Linked DNA regions of Mus musculus: all the other regions are linked to region 4. Evidence: chromatin contacts called from public Hi-C and promoter capture Hi-C data. All regions are on one chromosome and are shown on one strand. The core of a region is the stretch at or near the end of the contact, and the rest is flanking DNA. Distances in the headings are between cores, read along the strand shown.

Region 1 (2,700 bases), core at 152-2,651, 1.3 Mb after region 4:
CACCATTGGTTAGAAGCTGCATTCCTTCCCTTCCTGAACTTGAGTATTCATTAGTTGTATGAAGAAAACAATATTACAGAGAAGAACCCATGGTCAGGCAACTAGAGAGGGGCTTTAGTTTGTTTTTAGAGAAATCAGAGAGGGAGAGGGTTAGGGAAAGGGATGAAGAGGGGGAAGAAAATAAGACAGAGTAGGATGAGGAAGTAGAAGAAGAGGAGAGAATGCAATTTAAGCAAAGCTACAAGTCCCAGTTTAGAACAGCGGAGCTCTGTCTGTTCAGTGGGAGGCAGAAATCACCAAGGAAATGCTCCACAGGCCACGATCTAACATTCATTGGTCAATCATCTTGCCTGTGGAATGTTTGAGCTCTCATTTCTTTTGAAATTCTTAAGCTAGGAAATAATCAAAATGATTATTAAGCATCCATATATTATTTTCTTCCTTTCTAGAAACAGTTTCAGTCAGTACTGCAGAGAAACAGACAGCATTGGTTTTAAACCATTGAATGCACAGGTGACTTCCGGGTGTACTCCTGGAAGGTACAGGGAGCCTGGAGAGTCTGTTGTCTGTGCTGCTGCCCTGCTTCAGAGTCAGCATCAGGATGGATGCTTCCATTGACTGCTACCCTGCTTCAGACTCAGCATCAGGATGGATGCTTCCATTGACTGCTACCCTGCTTCAGACTCAGCATCAGGATGGATGCTCCCCTTGACTTCTAGCCCTGAGAAGAGTGAGCACCTGGCCATCCCCATTCCACTGAACTCACTCTTTCTGTTTCTGAGTTTATAATCATGAGCTTTTACATTTCAGGTAATCCTTCTGAGAACCTATTTATACCATCTAGCAGTGCTAGATAATGAGACACAGCACTTTTAAAAAGAAGTATTTATGGTCACTGACCCTGGCAACTTTGTTCTTCAAAGCAGAGCATCCATTCTGAGCTGCTTTGGCAGTTAAAATTGATAAAAATCAAAAAATAAAAACATGAAACATTTTGATTACATTCTGCAAGCAATGCTTCCGGATCAGAAGTCGCGCCTTATCACCCACTAAAGGAAAGTGCTGGTCTCTCTAGCTCCATTTACTCCATCTGAGCTTATTAGAGACATTTTACATTTTAATTGAAAATGTATTTACTTGAAATAAGCTAGTCGCCCATCACCTTTTCTTTTTATTAAAGAAGATCAGCTTTCTGTTTTGCTGCCAGAATCAGAGGTTAATAACAAAAGTAAAAGACAATTAAGTATGGATGTTTAAAATAAATGGGATTCAGAAATGGATGACATTCTTGATTGTTGGACTAAAATTAAACAGCTAATCTAAATATGACTGACGGGGATGTTGCTGAAGGAACAATTAAAACGGCAACTCTGAGAACTTCATCAAGGAAGTACTCTGTAATTTTCCACTTCACCCTGGGAGCCATAAGCAAGGCCTGTGAGTTGGTCCTGTCTGCTTATGGTTAGGGCAACAAAGAAGTCTGTTCTTAATTTTTCTGCTCGAGCTGTGGCCCAGTGTTATGTCTGGGAAAGCTCCCTTGATCTTAAATCTCCGTGATTCTCTTAAGGTGACTTGTCCCACGTTACCAAATCAGGAGCCCAGGGGCTGAAGCTGTGTCTTTGCTGTTTGTCTCAGGGTTATTCTTTCTTCATAGTCCAATTTGCATAACTTTATTGTTTTGTGGATTCTAAGCCTGTGAATTTATTACCAAGGCACCTGCCAGTGTTTCTGTATTTAAGAAACTGTCAGCAGTTTCTATTTTGGGGGTTTTAAGTTTGCTACAAAAATTCACTCTGGGTTGAATTTTGGCATGTGTTATAGGGTTACAAACCAAAAGTGAATTATTTTTAGAAAAAGGGAGGGAGCTGAGGGAAATAGTTCTTTCTTTTTTGCTTGAGGTATACAAAATGTAAAATAAAAACCAGAAGTTGGTGGTTACAAAAGGGTCCTAAGAGATTAATTCTCTTTTGTTTTTCTGACATTCACAGGCTTTCAACCCATTAACCCACATTGCAGACTAGTGTCCTGAGAGAGTGTGGCAAAATATTAAAACTATATGTCCTTTTGACAGGCAAGATGTGTTATGTACCCACTAATTTTAATAATGAAACACCAATTTGAGTAAAAGAATAGACTTACCAGAGATTAAACTAGAACCAGCCACCAGACTCAATCCACACATGCTTACTGTCAACATTCAAGAAGGCATCATGGCACCAGACAATCCACATGCCTACTGTCAACATACAAGACAGATATTACTGAGCCGGACAACTAGGGATATTCCAAGTCATGTGTCTTTAGAAGTTTTATCTCTGAAAAGAGTCTTCAAAACCTAAGTCTTTATTTTTGATAGATAAGAAACAGATAAAACTATCTATTCTTTTTGAAAATAATATTGAAAACGCTTATCATCCCCAAACATGAAACTATACATGTTTGGTGTAGTATCATGCCTTCACATTATCTTCACACAAGAAAATGAATCTTAGGCAATGAAATATCCAAAAAGTATCTTGTAAGTAACACACATACTATTTCCAATGCAAACATATTCTAGCTAGCTGAACAGAGTATCGATTTATTGATCACACGCCTCTTAAGCACCCTGTAAGGCTGGGCCCGGACACAGAAAGTCGGACTAGAAAGTTCAAATAATAGCGGGACAGTAAGGAGAATGTTTTTCCATTCCAAAAGTTT
Region 2 (2,700 bases), core at 170-2,669, 1.4 Mb after region 4:
AGTAAAGTAATCTGCATATTAGGGAATATGTTGTCTTTTCAGTTCTTTTAACTTCAAAAGAAACCAAAAATATCAATACTTTGTTAATATATTAAGCCCATTTCTAAACTATAATCTGTGAATCTAAACTTTTCAGTCTTTCAGAAATAACATTCTATAGTTGTATATAAAAATAATATCAATACTATACTCTTCCCAAATAGTAAATGATAGTAAAATCTTTCCCAGGACCAACCAGTTTGCTTTGAGTAGACAGTATCATGAAATACCCTTTACTTGGAGAATCTGTTTGCCTTCCTTCTTCCTGTAACACATGATCAAGCGTGACTTATTAGTAAATTCCCTTATTAGTATTGTAGAAACCTGGGTCATCACACAAGTGCATACCAGTTTCTCCGAGTACTGCCCATCTCTTTGATTCTTGATTTCATATTGGAATGCACACAAACAAAACAAATGACATTTACCTTTCTAACAAGAATTACTGTCAAAGTACATCAGTTCCAACATGCTTAAGGAATTCGGGTGAGAGACATCCAGACCCTATCACGGATCAACTTGAGCTGAAAATAAATTCTAAGTCACACCATAAACTCATCGAAACACATGCGGCTGGACAGAGCCACGTCTCTGCCTCTGAAAACACAGCTCTGCTTCAGGCAGATGCCAGCAGTTCTAGCTGCAAACTTGAGTAAGGCATCATGAGTTAGGCAGTCTGATGATACAACAGTGGCTTCAAATCTGGCTGACTCTTTCCGTATGATGTTGAATAATTACCATGCAAAGCTTAGTCCTCATCTGTAAATCAAGATAAAAATATGTACCTTACAATGCTATTATTCTGTTGTAGGTCTCGTGGAATACTGAATAAAGTGATTTCCACAGTTCCAGGCCCTATGGTAATAGTAAATAAGCCCATATCTGTTACTACAGTGGTGTTTAGGTTCTAACATCACTAACTATATAGATGAAATGCCCTTTCATCTGGGCAAGGAAAACAACTACTGGGCGCTTGCTAAACTTACCATGCTGGAAGCCTTGCAATTACAGAGAAATTATGACACAAGTGATCCTTCAGAGGTACTCAGCAATCTGTTACACACTGCCTGGTACATGTCCCAGGGAATAAACTGCACAGTCCCTTCAGTGCTTGCATTAGGAGGCTGGGGCTTAAATGCTTTCTTAAGAAGTGGCGTTACCCGTGAAAGGGAAAGACCTGCTGTTTTCAGCTCTTAAAATGAGGCTGTGTTTGTGTTGAGGTCTTCTGGTGTGAAGAGCAGCAATGTTTTCGCTGTACTGTTTTATCGAAACAGAGTGAGAGCGGCATGAAATTAAAATTCAGCCAGCCAGTGTCTGTTTGCAGCCCTCAGCCATAGGGAATCAGCCATTGTTGCACAGGGCTACCTGTGACTAGTCATTAGGGGGACAGTCATAGATGTAAACCCCAGGAGTACCATATCAATGCTGGACCATGGTTAATCAATGACCTAAAAGCATTCTCATTATTTATAGTTACCGTCTGTACAGAAATACATGATGAGCCAAACAGAATAAAGCAAATATCATCCTCAACATGAAGATCCTAGAGCATCCTGTGTAAACTAGGTTTTCGGGAGCAAACGGCAGGCGCTGGGCAGGAATATGCTCCTGCCTCACTTCAGTGCCAGTTTTAAAACCCAGCCACCAGTACACAGTGACTTTTGAATAGTGCTCCAGCCTGTGCACAGATACCTCTGAACCTGGAAAAGCATTTTTTATTACTCTGCAGGGAAATAATAGCAAAATAAATTAACATTTTACTGGGGTTTTAATTGGAAGTGGCTGTTCTCAACAATATGTTTATCAAACAGTGTGACTGGCAAAATGTATTACTGTAGCTGTAGTTATCCAAATTACATGCTGTCTAAAGCAAAAAGGGCAAAAGCCATCTGCCTCCTATAACTTGCATTTTCTAGACAGCCTGCAGCTGCTTCTGATTAAGCCACATCGCAGAACTCTGGGGCTCTATTTTTAGCCACAGAAGCATATTTTTAGGACTCACACATCCAAGGCATGGGGCATTTATATTAATAAATGAAAACCACCTTCGGTTAGGAAGCCGTTCATATGACACTTTGCTCTGCTCTACATCAGCACAGAAAGGATTCCAATTGAACACAGCATTCTGAAAACCTAGTTTTTAAACCATGTGTCTCCCTTGCTGTTTTCAGAATTCTCGGGGAAGGACACAGAAAAGATGCATCCTCTCTGCATTATGTCATAATCAAGAAACTGTATTACAAGAAAAGATATAACAAGAAAGTACTTCCCCATACTAGAAGGCAAGCACGGTTGCCCCTCATTTTACAGATGCTTGCTGTAAACCACTGCATAGCATTACAGGATCAAGGCCCCTGCTTCTGTCTACAGAACCTAAGCCGCTAACACCAAAGACAAGAAAAAAAAATAAAATTTTAAATTGTATTTTATTGAAAAACTATAATAACAATATATTAGGAGGTATCATAAATTTTGATTAAGTAAATATATAAAAATACTCTAGAAGTGAGCAATATTCACAGAGAAGATAGATAACAAATTTTTTTCTTCTAATTTTAAGTCTTTATCATGGTATTATTTATCACCACCTGATCGAAATCTTGACCCTCAGGTTGGATGAAAAACAACATTTGGGTGCCACAAGAAAGGATGCTGAAACTG
Region 3 (2,744 bases), core at 1-2,500, 1.3 Mb before region 4:
CTGAAGCCCCATAGAAGGAACAACAATATGAACTAACCAGTACCCTCAGAGCTCCTTGGAACTATACCAGCAATCAAAGAAAACACATGGTAGGACTCATGGCTCTAGCTATATATGTAACAGAGGATGGCCTAGTCGGTCCTCAATGGGAGGAGAGGCCCTACGTTCTGTGAAGGTTCTATGCCCCAGTATAGGGCAATTCCAGGACCAGGAATGGGAGTGGGTGGGCTGGTGAGCAGGGGGAGGGGAGAGGGGATAGGGGGTTTTCGGAGGGGAAACTAGGAAAGGGAATAACATTTGAAATGTAAATAAAGAAAATATCTAATAAGAAAAAGAAAAAAAATGTAATTGCTTTCTGGAAGGAGATGCTACTTAACTTTAAACATTCATGTTTTTTTTTTTTTAATCATATCAGTCTCCTCTCTCAGAAAGAAGTGGGCAGAAAGAACCTTAAACTTCTCCCTTGTAAAAGGGGATGCTGATAAGAGGGACGTCCAGCTGAAGCCAGTGTGATAATGTCAAGGATCAGCAAGGGCTGCCTGACTTTTTGTGATTGCTGATGCTGTCATTAGGGCAACAGTGTGGGGCGAAGGGAGACTCCCAAGGCTTGTGTTTTCTGTGCCAGAGGTTTTGTTCCTGTGGTGACAGGTCTCTGGGTGTCCCTTTTACTGTGTCCTCAGGTTAAGCAGTGTCCCTCAGAGTTCCTCACCATGAGCTAGACATAGGCAGATGTTCATCTGGCATGAGGCAAGGGACAGTATGGCTTAGATAGGTCTAATTTTTATTTTGGTTTTCCCCCTAAACCAGAGAAGAAAAGCTCAAGCAAAGAAAATGAGATCCATTTGCTGGATGGTGGGAAGGCTCCCTGGTGCCTCCTGTTATCTGCCTTCCAGAGGCCTTTCCAGAGCTTGGTGCTGTTAACAGCCTGCAAAGAGGCCTCTGGTGGTACTAATCAGAAAAAAAACAAACAAACAAAAAAAAAACAAACCCAAACAAACAAAACAAAAGCAAGCAAGCAAACAAACAAGAAGACAAAGCAAACCACTTACACTCAAATGTGAGGCAATGCCTTTACTTCCGGGAGCTCCGTTCCTCAGACCTTCTCCTGGTTCCACAGCCTTGAAATTTGTATTGCGTCAGCCCTGGGACACATCTCTTATCTACACTTCTGTTTCTGGGCTGTTTTCTACTGATGTCTGCCAAGGACAGTGCTCCCAGAATGCGCCTGACCTTTAGAGGGTGAGATGCACTTCTGCCAGCAGTAGTGGCCCATCCCTGTGGGGACTTGACCCAACAGTTGAGAAGACAAGAACATCTGTTGGCCTTTGGGAGCAGGAAGCATTTCATGTACTCTCCAAAAAAGACAGGGCTCCAGGCGGTGTCCCTTTTAAAATGCAGGTTTTTCCCCCCAGTGTTAAAAGCAAATAGCAAATGTACAACTTAGATTATTTGATATAGCTTAAATTAGTCTCCAATTTCAGTGAGACAAAGATGCCAGTGAGGAGTCCTATGATTTCCTCGCCTTAATTTTATGGATCATCATTTGGAGTGCCTGGATGGAACGCCTGAGGAATATAGATTGCCTTTAAAATTGGAACATTCATGGTTGCTTTTCCTGTTGATAAGCTTTTTAAAATGCTGACAGAAGTCTAAGCTGTTCCCTTTGTGCTGAGGGGCTGAGACACGGTTACAACTTCCCTTCTTTCTGTAGTAACTCTCTCCCGTCTTTCAGGACTGGGCTATGGCTGTGGGTGGTGTCTTCCGATACCATTGCTTTGCCTCTTCGACATTTTCAACAGAAGACGCTTTTCTGTTGTTATTGCTGAACATGCAGTTTTGCTAAATCCTCGATGGGAGTTCTTGAGAACACTGTTCGCTGTTTTGGTCTAGTGGCACTTGGACTTTGCCATGCATACCACTTCGGAAGCTTTCTAATGTGCATCCATCTAGTATTACAGACCAGGTGATTTGGTGGATAGAGTTGAGTCTAGAGGATCTGCAGAATATGTCAACTTTGTCTAAGCTCCACACTTTGAGGAATAGCTTTATCTAGGAGCAGGGATTGTCTGTGCAGTTGCCATTTTGGTCACGTGAGTACTGATGGCTTTTCTCAGCATAGTAGAATATTCCTGGCTTCTCTCTGTGAGATATCAGAAGTGTTACCACCACATTTTGATAACCAAAGATGTCCCCAGATTCTGGCAGATGTCTTCAGCCATGGTAGATTTGAAATCTACTGTGTTAAAATGTTCTTAATGCAAGCATCCTGGGCACCTGACCATTCCTTTGGTGATGGATTTATGTGTGGCTTTCTCATCTCAAACACAGTTTTCTTAGGTTTTTTATAATGAAATCAGGTTTTTGTTTGTTTTTGTTTTTGCCATGAAGGATTCAAGCTATGATTATTTTCAAAGAGGGGCAATTGTTATCTAACCCAAACAGTTTTAAAAGACAAAAAAAAAAAAAATCATGCATATGTGCGTATATGTTTGTGTGTGCTACGTGCTTTAGGAAGCCAGACACTATACATTTAAAAGACGATTCATGTACTCTTTACTGATCTAAAGGTACCAGAACCTGGGACAGTGGAGCCTAAAAATGATGCAGACTAAAGTCTCATGCAGTAGCCAACTTTATTCAGAACACCAGACAATTTATACTCTGAGAGTTAAGAAGAGTCACCTGAGTAAAGTACACAGTCACAAGGACCAGTCACACGCTTTTTTTCCCACAGAGACACACAA
Region 4 (2,700 bases), core at 26-2,525:
TAAACTCTGATATTCAGAGCCAGCAATATACAGCTGTCTTAGTCTTTGGCATTGGAATCTGAAGGATGGTAACAATGCTATTCTGCGGTGGGCTCCTCTTGCTTCCCTTCATCAGGTAGCCAAGGTAGGTAGTTTTTTATGAAGCTGGGCTTTTTAAACCAACATTTTGCAGCCCAAGATGTGCACAGTTCCTGCACCCAAGGCTTAGAGATCATAGTTGAAGAAGGTGGAGGGTTGTAAGAGCTAGAGGAACAGTTTGGGTTGTTAGGACATCACGGTCCAAATGAAGGTTTCTTTTTTATCCCTTGGGCAATACAAACCCTTGTGCTGATATGGTTGATGTCTGGGTATACAAAAGAAGGTCAAAGCTGGTAGCTGGGCTTAGCCATTTGAAAAACATGTCACAACACTCTCACTGTGATATAGCAGAAGGCAGAGGGACCCTAGATTGGAGAGGTATGGTGTTAGCAGTTCAGATGTTGCCTTTGCAATTTGTGGCCTGCTGCGGTGTATGATTGGGTTCAGCAGTGAAAATCTCCACGAATGTTTCTGATTCCTTATTGAACAGCTCAGGCGCATAACAATGTATCAGGCCTCATTGCAGCTGGAACCGGGCACTCCTATCAATAGCCATGCTGAATCCAATAAAGACAATACTCAGTTGGGAGTAGTGGCTCGTGCTTTTTATCCCAGCTCTCTTGTGGCAGAGGCAGGCAAATATCTAAATGTTAGAACCAAACCAGCTTGGTCTACATAGCGAGTTTCAAGTCACCCAAGGCTACATGGAGAGATACTGTCTAAAAACAAAACAAAAACAGAAAACCAAAAGAATTAAAACAAAACAAAACAAAACAAAACAAAAGCTCAAACCATTAATTCACTAGGCCTTGACCCAGTATTGAAAGAAACTGGGAGCTTAAAAAACAAAACAAAACAAAACAAGCTATTTTGGGCCTCTGCCTTTTTATACTTAGGTGCCCAGATCAATAAATTCAATAAATTCAAGCTTCGCTCCATAACTGAGCATACTTTGAAGTGATGAACATCTGCCTATAGATATCAGAGAACCGCCTCTGGATATCACACATGCTCTATAGGTACACGGCCTCAGAGGTTTATCTGGACTCGGGAAAGAGCAGCAGCCCTCTGCTGGTCAAACCTCTATAATGCAGCTTTAGAAGATTAAAAATCCCCAGGCCGCGGTCGGTCGCCTTTTGATGATGTCAGCCATCATCAACACTCAGAGGTGAGGCGGGAGGAATGCTTGCGTCATCCGTGCGCGCCCCGAAGCACCCAGCCAAGCCTCATGGCTGCGGGATCTGTGGAGTCTCAGCGGTCCCAGGCGGCCTCCGAGAGGCCCGTGGCGGGTCAGGCCGGGGTCCTGCCTTGCCTGGAGTTGCCGAGCTACGCGGCGGCGTGCGCGCTGGTGGGCAGCCGCTATTCGTGCTTGGTGGCTGCCCCGCACCGCAGGCACATCGCCCTGTCGCCCCGCTACCTGAGCAGGAAGCGCACGGGCATCCGCGAGCAGCTGGACGCCGAGCTCCTGCGCTACTCCGAGAGGTAAGATGTCGCCGCGTCCTCCCGGGAGCCCCGTCTCTGCTGGCCAACGGGCCCTCAGCTCCGTAACCCCACGGCGCCGCGGAAGTAAAGTCGCACGAGCTTCGTGAACCTTAGCCCCGGCGTCTACCGTCGCCTTCGGCGCCGCTGGCCTGGATGCAGTGGCCCGGTTCCTGGGGATGAAACTGGCTGGTGTGGTGTGAGTGGCGGCTGCTGCAGTGCTAAAAGCACTCCCCGTGTGGAGACTAGAGGTGCCCGGTGTCTAGAAACCCACCAGGCTGAGCTTTGGGTATTAAACGTTTCGTTTAATCACTTCCGGGTGTGTTCTCACCTAATAATGAAAATTTGCTGTCAGTATTATTCTCCTAATGTGGAAGCCGGTTCATTGCAAAACATAGGCAGGTTTGTTTGTAATTTCATTGTTCCCCGTCCCCCCGGGGGGCGCTAATTGGGGATGAACGACGAGCCTAATTTTTTGTAGGAATAGAAAGTTCACACACACACACACACACACACACACACACACACACACACCAGTGCATTTATATTAAGCACTAGTAAGAATACCTTGAAAAAGAAAATCTCAGAATTTCAATGGGAAATGATATGCCATAACACTTCACAACTAATTTGGCGGGAATGGGGGCAAGGTTCAGAGATACCTGAGATGACATCGATGTCTTTAGTAATTCAATGACACTTCAGAAATTGCAGGGATTGTTTTGGGGCAAATTATCCAAAGCAGTTACCACTCTCGAGGACTTTGGCAGTCAGCCCCATTAACCATCCAAGGTGGTCACTAAGCATGGAAACATAGTTATGTTAAGTAGTCTAACCAGCTTTTCATTCATTGGGGAAAAGTTATTTAAAGATGCATAATAGGAGCCACACTACAGACGAGAATCGGATCATTTCTGTAACAGAATTGGATAATGCAGCCATGTAGAATAGAATACACTGTTTAATTGAGCTGGACACCTCTCCTTGTTACTGTGCTAAAGGTATGCTAAAAGAAGCCTATTTTTTCCAATGCAAATTAGGTTTCAGTATTACTTGAGTATTAGTTAAGAGTAATAAAAAGTCAATAAAACATTGAAAATATTGGGAATTGTATTGTCATATTAATTGTCCTGTATTATTTGT
Region 5 (2,700 bases), core at 134-2,633, 1.2 Mb after region 4:
GAAGGCTGTGAGAACAGGTTCAGGATCACTCTGAAGCAAGAATGGACGTTAATAACTATCCTCAGGGGCACAGATGAGGAAAAAGGGTCATTGACTTAACATTCTTTAATTCTTTTAGGTATAATAAGACTACGTCATGATTTACAGCTGAAAAGCACAGCTTTTGTTTTGCTTACCAATAAAAGAAGGTCTTTCATAACCTCAACTGTTGTGACACTCTGAGAGCTGAGAGATTTGAAGTTACCCTTTATATGGTTGGCTGAAATCTCTCTGCCTTGGGGGGTCTGGAACAGGGGGAAGCCTACTGTTGCTTAACTCCTAAGACATCAATGTTTCAGGGCTTACAATTGTATAAAGGCATTTTGTAGGATGACATCAAGGAAAATAACTTTTATGTGTTTATACTTCCAGAGGGTCATATATTGCTAATTAAACAGGATTCCTTCAGTTTGATTACATAAGGGGGCTTGGGTTTGTAATTCAATAGCACGTGAAGGTCAGTAGAGTTATGAAAGAAACTTTAAATTTTATGAGAAATCCGGTAACTATCAGGATATTTGCTCACAGAGCTGGAATATTTCTCAAAGCATTTTCCTGATCTGTTAAGATACAGGAAAATATTTTGCTGGCTACAGGGGTGACCAGATATTACAAGACCCTAAATCATGCAGATGGGTCTTTTTGAGAAAAGCCAATACTGAAACACAGATCCAGATCCCAGATTGTGAGGTTGAAATTTCAAAGCGACTAGACGAAGCAGGCTAAGACCTGTCTTCCAGCTTCGCCATTCAGCTACACTAATACATTCCCTGAGCAGTGTTCTGAAGTCCACCTCTCCAACCCAGCACATCAACGCATGCAGTGAGAGCCTTGACTTTGACCACCATGTTCCCATTTGAATATTTAAGGCAGGGGCGACTTACATCTTACAAAGCCAAGAATCTTTTAAAGTGAATTTCTGGGAGGTTTGAGATAGCGGCTGCTCCAACAATTGTAGTACTGCACTGCCCTCCAGAGGGGAATCCTTGGCAAATACTCACAATCCATGAACTACAGAGGGGATTGGGGACTGTGTGGCAAAAGTCTTCACTGTGATTCTTGTACTTCTTTCTCTCACATCTTAAAAAGAAACAGGTCTGTAAATCAGCGGCAGCCCCGATGCTCTGAGCACACAGCGCCTTGTCTTAGGTCTTCTGTCTTGTGTCATCTCGAAAATTTATATTTGCTGCAGCTTTCACTAAGTGATAAATATTAATTATTTCTGTCGGAAGCCTTGTTTATTCATGCATATTTTACAGAAAAAATCACACTAAACACATAGCCAGAGGCAGCCTTTGCAAGCTGAGACTCCTCACAGATGACTTGCAGGCACACAAAGGATAGCTAGAGACAGGATATTTTACTGTCTAATTATGTTGTCACCACCTAACTGAAATGTGAAGGGTGCCCAAAGCTATTGTGAGAAAAATATAACTTATCTTGAACTTCCCTCTTCTTCCATTATGGAACCCATTTCTACTCTGTCCTGCATGCCATCTCAGACAAGGGCTGGTTTCTGTGGCTTGTCAATTCCTGGTTACGCAGTATCTGTTCCAAATGAAAGAAGTTAAGTCAGAGCTGATGATTTCTCAGTTTTGTTCTTGTGGGACAAAGTCAACTTGTGAATGAAGAGCCTCTGCTTGGAAAAGTTAAACGATGACAAATATATATGTAGGGCTTCACAAATAATAATTCAATTATCACATCTATGACAGTGATACTGTCACCACCAGCTGCTTTTGGTGCCAATGAGTCACAAACAGGTTAATTCGGGATCACAGAACTGGGATGTGATAGAGCCGAGATCCAAATTTAGTTTAGCTTCAGAGTCTTATTTCTTGGCGTTTTTTTACATTAACTTAATATGCTAACAAATAGGTAAATACCCTGCCTAGCAAACTATAAATATCATTAATAATATTTTAAATGAAGTTAATATTTAGATCATGTCTCTATAGTCCATAACACACAAAATTATTAGAATCTCCATGGACCTTGGAAATGCTGCAAATTGGAATAAAATATAAAGTAATTTTGTGATAATTAGAAAATATCTAATCTCATTAGCTTTTAGGAGAAAACACCAAGACATAGAAACAACAAAAATGGTGGATCTGTAGTTAACAGCAGTCGTTGCTATTCGAGAGGACCCGGGGTTTGTTTCCCAGTTTCCATGTGGTGGCTCAGAAGCATCTGTTGTGAAGATCTAGCGCACTCTTCTGACCTCCATGGGTGCCAGGTATCACAAAGTGCATTTATACACACATAGTCAAAACACTCATACATATAAAACAAAACTAAATAAATCTTTGTGCATGCAGTCAAAAGACTCATAAAAACTACCAAAATACTAACATCCTTCTTAAGATCATGAAGATAAATTGTATAAACATATAGATTTATTCCTCAAATATCAAGGACCTCATTAGATATGAAGGAACCTACATGTCGCATATATATATATATATGTGTGTGTGTGTGTGTGTGTGTGTGTGTATATATATATATATATATATAAACCATCATCACTTTTAGTAATTGTGATGATGTATCTCTTAACAAAGGAAGGAGGAAGACAATATGCCTGGTGACTTCCAATGGAACCACAGAGGTATCATCATAAACAGTCACATAAAAGCCATGTACACAAAATACACAAAA
Region 6 (2,700 bases), core at 151-2,650, 1.4 Mb before region 4:
ACACGCATGTGTGTCTGGTGTGTCAGGGAGAGGTGGGAAGCATAAGGGGTGGGACTCGCCAAAAGCAGCTATTTAAAACAATCCCTTTCTCTCCCATTCATTCTCTCTAGCTTCAGTGTCTGGCGTGGTCCTTAGATGCTGGCTGGCTTTTCATTAAGACAACTGACAAAGCTCTTAGAACTTCCCATGGTGTTATTTTTTTTTCCACACACTTTAAAAAGAACATCAAAATCATTCAATATATGTTTTGTATCTTTTTTTTTAAAGAAAGAAAATCATTGGCCTATTTCCTCATGCCAAAGACCCCCTAGGTATCAGGCTAAATATGCTCCTTTGTTATATGTCCAAAAATATCGCCACCACATGGTATTGGAAAAACTGGAAAATAAATTATTCGTATTCCAAGAATGTCACAGCTATTATCGTTAATTTGTTTTACCTCAGCGAGTCCGATTTCACACTCTTCTCACTGAGTCCTACATGCTTCGCCCTTTCTCCCAGAACACTCCATTAATAAATCTAAAGGGCTGAAAAGAGGCCGCCAAGCGCCCTTCATGCACAATGGTACTCCCGGAGCCTGAGACATCTCCAACCACGGGAAAGTTAACGATCCAGCAAGATGCCCACCCTAAATCGCCCCGGAAAGAGAGGTGACAGAGGGGCAGCGGGAGCGCAACCTCTCCTTTCCCCACCTCCAGAGAAAGGGAGGGCATGACAAGAGAGCTGAGTAGGAAGGTGGGCGAGTGGGAGCGACCGAAATGGGTGCTGAGGGGGTGGGCGTAATGGGAAGGTGGAGAGCACGGGGAAGGTGGGGAGCTCAGCCCGGGGTTCAAGAGCGAGGCGGGGTTCGAGAGTGAGGCGGACGCGGCGGCCGGGGCTCAGGGCGCGAGGGGGCCGGTCCTCACCGTTGAACGCCCCTGCTTCCGCGGCCTCCTCCTCCTCGCCGTTCTCGGAGTCGGAGCGCATGGGCTCCTCGGCGAAGTTGACACCCTTACTGGGGATGCCGCCCCCGGCGGCTGCGCCCGCGTCCCCCCAGGTCCTGCCCTCATGGCCGAAGCGCGCGGCGCCCTTGCGCTCGTTCTCCTGCTGCAGCCGCGTGAAGTGCTGCAGCGCGAACTCCAGCAGGTCGGCGGGCTGGTGCCTCAGCACCTCCACCGTGAAGCCCTGCAGCAGCTCCGTGAGCCCCGCGGGGATCTCGATGCTCATCCTGCCCGTGCACGCCGAGGCGCCTGGACGCCGCCCTCGCCCCCTATCCGCGGTCCGGTCTCGGGCTGCGCGGCTCCCGAGCGAGCGCCCCGGGCGCTACCGGCTGCGAGCGCGGCGCACTGGGCCCCCGGCGAGGCTGCTCCGTGCGGCGGCAGCAGCAGAGCGAGCACAGCCCGGGGAGGGTTGGCAGCATCTCCAGCTCCTCCCGCTCCTGCTCCCGCCGCCGCTGCGCCGCCCCCCGCCCGGCGCCCCGCCTCCGCCCGCGCGCCCACGTGATCCCCGGAAACCATGGCAACCCGGCGGGCGGGAGCACTGCCGCCTCTCAAGTGGCCCCAGGGTGGAGGCAGCCTGAGCCTGGGGCGTGGGGCTGAGGCCGCGCGCTCCACCTGAGCTCCCTGAGCGAATCCCACGCACCTTTCTCCCTGTCCCACGCAGAGTTGGTGCGGCGCAATTCCTGCTGAAACTTCAGCCTCCACCTTGGTGGCTTTTCCTTTTCCTAGAATCCAACCCCAAGAGAAACGTGCGTGGTGTCTTTTGTTAGTCGCACAGCCCTACTGGTTCTCTTCTGGATAAAAGAGATGCTGCCACTTGTCTGTCACAAAATTTTCTTTAATTCCGCCTTTTAGCCTCGTGGCTGTGATGGTTTGCCTTACAGATGCTCTGCCACACTCTGCTTAGTACATTTCCTACTGGTTACTGAGACAAAGGCCGCATTTATTGTGTAGCACTTAACAAAGTTAGTTGATCCTTCAAGACAGGATACAGGGTAGTCAGGGCAGCTGGACAGACAACTAAGGGTGTGTTACCTGATTAGCCTCTTGTTGCTTATTTTTAAAACCTTTCCTGACACTTTGCGTCACTTCAATTAAATCTCCAAAATTTGAATATAGCAATAAAAAGGAAAAGAGAACTACACATTTGTGCTTTTTAAAGAAAACCCTTGTCTTTAAAACGAGCCTATTCTGAGAATTTTGAAACAGAAAAATTTATCTTTTGCCAAATTAAACGCTGTATAAATATGCATACTTTATTTTCTACGATGCCCATTTCATTGTAAAGCAGTCCAAGTGCAAACTCACTTGAGTTTTATTTTATTCTTAAGTTTTATTTATTTATTGAGTTTTATTTTATTTCCTTAGTTGTTCTCACTTACCTTTCTGCCCACACATAAGGAAAATATGTGACTCACGAAACCCAAAACCTAGAAATCAAAAATATCATTTCGTTTTATTTTTTAAAAATTGCTTCTTACCCATTTGTTTACAATGTTTATTTATCTTTTTTTTTCATAAGGGAATTCATTTCTCAAGTTCAGTTTCTTAACCTCATAATAATAATACTGGTGTGTGTTTTTTTTAAAATAACATACTTCTAAATTGTAATTGTGTGGTGTATAAGAAATAAACTCAGAAAAATGTGGTCTTCACATGAGGCCATATGGAACACAGTATTAGTCAAGTTCTCTACCGAAATGTTTTGCAGATCCAATAATCT
Region 7 (2,700 bases), core at 115-2,614, 1.3 Mb after region 4:
AAAATAGAGGCAGACTCCCAGGTAAAGCAGAACTGTCCATTCCCAGCCTCATCACCCCTTGCAGGGATCAGAAGGCCCATGCAGGGGTCACTGCTCTCTGGTCTGCTATTCCTGGCTATGTGAGCTTTGACAAATCTTTGCAATGCCCCCTCCTCTCAGAGAGAAGATGGACAGGGGAGCTCTGACTATTCCTTTTCAGATGTAACCCCAAGGACAGCTGGAGAGAGGGGTGTGGCAAAAGTAAGGTATTCTTAGGGGTCCAAGACAAGATTTCTCAATTTCTATTGAGATAGAAGATAAACCACATTTAAAACAGTGAAGTATACAGAAACAGACCGAATCCAGCCTTACTGTAAAAATTACAGTTAAGTTTGTGGGGTCACACTGTTTCTTAGCATTTTTCCCTAGCTGTCTGTAACTCTCCCTTAGGAGACTGGTACTGTTATCTTCATTTAAGGTGGGGACGCTGAGGCATGAAAAGTTTAGAAACTTCTCAAGAAGACTATCTATAATGAAACCAAAACTTTGCCTGAAATGAATGTGGTCCCCAGAAGGTAGCATCTGGTGACACATTCCCCACTCTTTCACTCACTGGGAAACCATCCTCAGATCCTGAGTCCTTCTTCCCACCAGTCATCATTCCAGCTGCTGGGACAGAACTGACATTCATGAGTTGGTATGACAACGTAGGGAATTTTAGGTCTCTCTCGCTTAATGTTTACAATGGACACTTTCAAACTAATATACGCACCAATTCCGAAGTAGGTGCACATTACCGTGTTCCATGTGAAACAACAGCAGACCCTACAGTGGAGGCTAGGGAATAGGTGCCTTGTGAGCCATGAGCTATACATTCACCTGAAACTATCACATTATCAAAATGCTGAAGGCAATAGAATAGTTCAACTCTATAGGTAACTGAAGACCTTAAACTGCTTTAGGTCTGAGTTACATCGGGCTGTGCAGACAATGGCCCCCATGGTAAGACTGATAGCCCAGATCTGAAAACAAATGAACTTCCCAGTAGAAGCTTTTGCCAAGTCTAGAATTGTCCCCAGTCTGGAGCAGTAAACACTTACCGAGAGCTGCATTTCACTCACGCAGTTCTTTTCACTGCTGCTAATCAGAATCCCTTTTGTTTCCCTTGGTACAGGTCTATCTTCCCACACCCTACACATGATTACAGACTATTTGCAAAGGGAAACTTAGAGACACCCGGCACGATACTCTTTTCAGGGCTCGCTTAAAATCTTGAAAGAAACTCACCCGTTGTGTTGTGCATTCCTTCTTGGCCAAAGTGTGCCGTGGTTTCGAAAGCGAGCCCCGTCCTTCTGAACTTTTCTGTATCCGTTATAATATTAAAGAGCCACAAGGAAGGGAAGTGGTTAGTCAACTTGCTAATTTTATCAGTTCCCCACCACTCCCGGTTAAACAGTACCTGATGCTACAGACAAGAAATCAGTGTTGCAGTTAATTTCCCTGCCACGGCAAACCGGGAAGCAGAAGGAGGGACTGTATCTGGTTTGTAGCACAAGACACTCAATGAATGAACATCTTATTACTATTAATAAGAAGCCTAATAAATGCCAGACGCCAGTGATTCAACAAAATGAAGAGGAGGGACGAGAATGTCAGCTCATACTCCAGGAAACTCTGTATGGGTGGGAAGGGGGGGATTTTAATGCAGAGGACGTGTGGGACGTGGCTGGTGTTTCATTTGTTGATAAATTATTCTGCACTGGAATAGAGCCAGTTTACCGGATATAGAAACTTCCACCACTGGGGGCCCTGGCTCAGACCACTCTTCCTCTAGAGCTTAGTAATTAACAGACAGGACAAGGGAGAAAATGTGTGCCTCTGGATAAGGAAAATTTAAACACTCTCTGGAGGAGCAGCCATGAACTGTGTCCTGGAAGTCAAACTTGACAAGAAATGAGGAGAAAATATAGACCAAGAGACAGATTTTTAATGAAACAAAATGCTTTTGATGTTTCCATCCAACTCTGAAAGACTGCAACAAATATAAAACACTGCTGCCCCAGAACCCTGGACCAGGCCGTTTCCTGAGCTACTTAAATGGCTGGTATTTGAAGTAAATCTGAAGTGCTCACTTTGAAGTGCATCCCCCACCATATCTAAGGATTATGGAATTAGAGAAAAAAAGAGAGAGAGAATGTCTGCAAAGCAAATCATCTGGAAGGCTCATTAACCCTTGCTGCAGACTGGCTGAGAATGCATTCCCTCAAAGACATCCTGACAGATTGAAATCATGTAAAGTGACAAGGTCAAAAAGCCGGGCATGGTGGCGCACCCCTTTAATCCCAGCACTCGGGAGGCAGAGGCAGGCGGATTTCTGAGTTCGAGGCCAGCCTGGTCTACAAAGTGTGTTCCAGGACAGCCAGAACTACAGAAAGAAACCCTGTCTCCAAAAACAAAAAACCAAACCAAAACAAAACAAAAAACCAGTTAAATTCCATACTCTGGTGCAGTGTGAGCAAGGAAGGGCTCACAGGCACCCTTCCTTTACTACTATCCCCCAAATCAGTATCACTACCCAACTAAATAAAGGAGGGCAAAGAGCATGGAGAGCATTGCCCTTATTTCCCGTAAGCCCATTTTCTAACTTACATTTAAGGGAACGTGCTCCTTGATGTGTAAGTGATATGCAAGGAGAGCCCTACGAGGGGACCCTGCATAAGA

Evidence for each region. Promoter capture Hi-C pulls out the DNA fragments that hold promoters and counts their contacts. Hi-C and Micro-C count contacts between places; a contact is called where the count stands out from the background.
Region 1: a promoter capture Hi-C map of second pharyngeal arch cranial neural crest shows a contact between it and region 4, with 9 times the contacts expected there. The contact joins the enhancer-like site here to the promoter of Twistnb in region 4. A contact is called at or near these places in 4 of 39 promoter capture datasets (the 3T3-L1 cell line, cranial neural crest, liver and 1 more) and 2 of 115 datasets of contacts at active chromatin or transcription factors (astrocytes and large pre-B cells).
Region 2: a contact with region 4 is called in a promoter capture Hi-C map of hippocampal neurons, with 5 times the contacts expected there. The contact joins the enhancer-like site here to the promoter of Twistnb in region 4. A contact is called at or near these places in 6 of 39 promoter capture datasets (the 3T3-L1 cell line, embryonic stem cells, hippocampal neurons and 3 more), 2 of 115 datasets of contacts at active chromatin or transcription factors (astrocytes and large pre-B cells) and 1 of 9 other capture datasets (adipose tissue).
Region 3: a contact with region 4 is called in a promoter capture Hi-C map of liver, with 3 times the contacts expected there. The contact joins the promoter of 5430401H09Rik here to the promoter of Twistnb in region 4.
Region 5: a promoter capture Hi-C map of hippocampal neurons shows a contact between it and region 4, with 25 times the contacts expected there. The contact joins the enhancer-like site here to the promoter of Twistnb in region 4. A contact is called at or near these places in 20 of 39 promoter capture datasets (the 3T3-L1 cell line, 3T3-L1-derived adipocytes, the C10 cell line and 13 more), 3 of 15 datasets of contacts at CTCF or cohesin (large pre-B cells, pro-B cells and stem cell-derived epiblast-like cells), 5 of 484 Hi-C or Micro-C datasets (the C10 cell line, the N1E-115 cell line, cranial neural crest and 2 more) and 6 of 115 datasets of contacts at active chromatin or transcription factors (the 230-238 cell line, astrocytes, embryonic stem cells and 3 more).
Region 6: a contact with region 4 is called in a promoter capture Hi-C map of liver, with 2.1 times the contacts expected there. The contact joins the promoter of Prkar2b here to the promoter of Twistnb in region 4. A contact is called at or near these places in 2 of 39 promoter capture datasets (hippocampal neurons and liver).
Region 7: a Hi-C map of pre-B cells shows a contact between it and region 4, with 2.1 times the contacts expected there. The contact joins the enhancer-like site here to the promoter of Twistnb in region 4. A contact is called at or near these places in 2 of 39 promoter capture datasets (the C10 cell line and liver), 2 of 484 Hi-C or Micro-C datasets (bone marrow-derived macrophages and pre-B cells), 2 of 115 datasets of contacts at active chromatin or transcription factors (the 230-238 cell line and large pre-B cells) and 1 of 9 other capture datasets (adipose tissue).

Annotation. Positions count from the first base shown.
Region 1 is chr12:34,679,295-34,681,994 of GRCm38.p6, forward strand. The region is part of intron 3 of Hdac9 (histone deacetylase 9); the gene reads right to left. Among named protein-coding and RNA genes, the nearest start is that of Gm46347, 110 kb to the right of the region's middle. Within about 2 kb of position 1,402, at least 31 of the 459 cell types and tissues checked have an H3K27ac peak or open chromatin away from gene starts, as enhancers often do.
Region 2 is chr12:34,790,297-34,792,996 of GRCm38.p6, forward strand. The region is part of intron 3 of Hdac9 (histone deacetylase 9); the gene reads right to left. Among named protein-coding and RNA genes, the nearest start is that of Gm46347, 3.9 kb to the left of the region's middle. Within about 2 kb of position 1,420, at least 22 of the 459 cell types and tissues checked have an H3K27ac peak or open chromatin away from gene starts, as enhancers often do. A contact at or near this core is called in hippocampal neurons, pre-B cells and second pharyngeal arch cranial neural crest, where this site is marked.
Region 3 is chr12:32,122,573-32,125,316 of GRCm38.p6, forward strand. It overlaps 5430401H09Rik (a long non-coding RNA gene), which reads right to left and starts at 1,251. Exons shown (of 7, transcript XR_872651.3): 1 at 1,050-1,251.
Region 4 is chr12:33,428,349-33,431,048 of GRCm38.p6, forward strand. It overlaps Twistnb (twist basic helix-loop-helix transcription factor 1 neighbor), which reads left to right and starts at 1,276. Exons shown (of 4, transcript NM_172253.2): 1 at 1,276-1,560. The coding sequence starts at 1,307.
Region 5 is chr12:34,657,403-34,660,102 of GRCm38.p6, forward strand. The region is part of intron 3 of Hdac9 (histone deacetylase 9); the gene reads right to left. Among named protein-coding and RNA genes, the nearest start is that of Gm46347, 130 kb to the right of the region's middle. Within about 2 kb of position 1,384, at least 19 of the 459 cell types and tissues checked have an H3K27ac peak or open chromatin away from gene starts, as enhancers often do. A contact at or near this core is called in forebrain and hippocampal neurons, where this site is marked.
Region 6 is chr12:32,059,877-32,062,576 of GRCm38.p6, forward strand. It overlaps Prkar2b (protein kinase, cAMP dependent regulatory, type II beta), which reads right to left and starts at 1,401. Exons shown (of 11, transcript NM_011158.4): 1 at 906-1,401. The coding sequence starts at 1,206. Gm51992 (a long non-coding RNA gene) reads right to left here. Exons shown (of 3, transcript XR_003950224.1): 3 at 2,343-2,407.
Region 7 is chr12:34,713,012-34,715,711 of GRCm38.p6, forward strand. All of the region lies in intron 3 of Hdac9 (histone deacetylase 9), which reads right to left. Among named protein-coding and RNA genes, the nearest start is that of Gm46347, 73 kb to the right of the region's middle. Within about 2 kb of position 1,365, at least 52 of the 459 cell types and tissues checked have an H3K27ac peak or open chromatin away from gene starts, as enhancers often do. A contact at or near this core is called in the 230-238 cell line, adipose tissue, bone marrow-derived macrophages and 1 more, where this site is marked.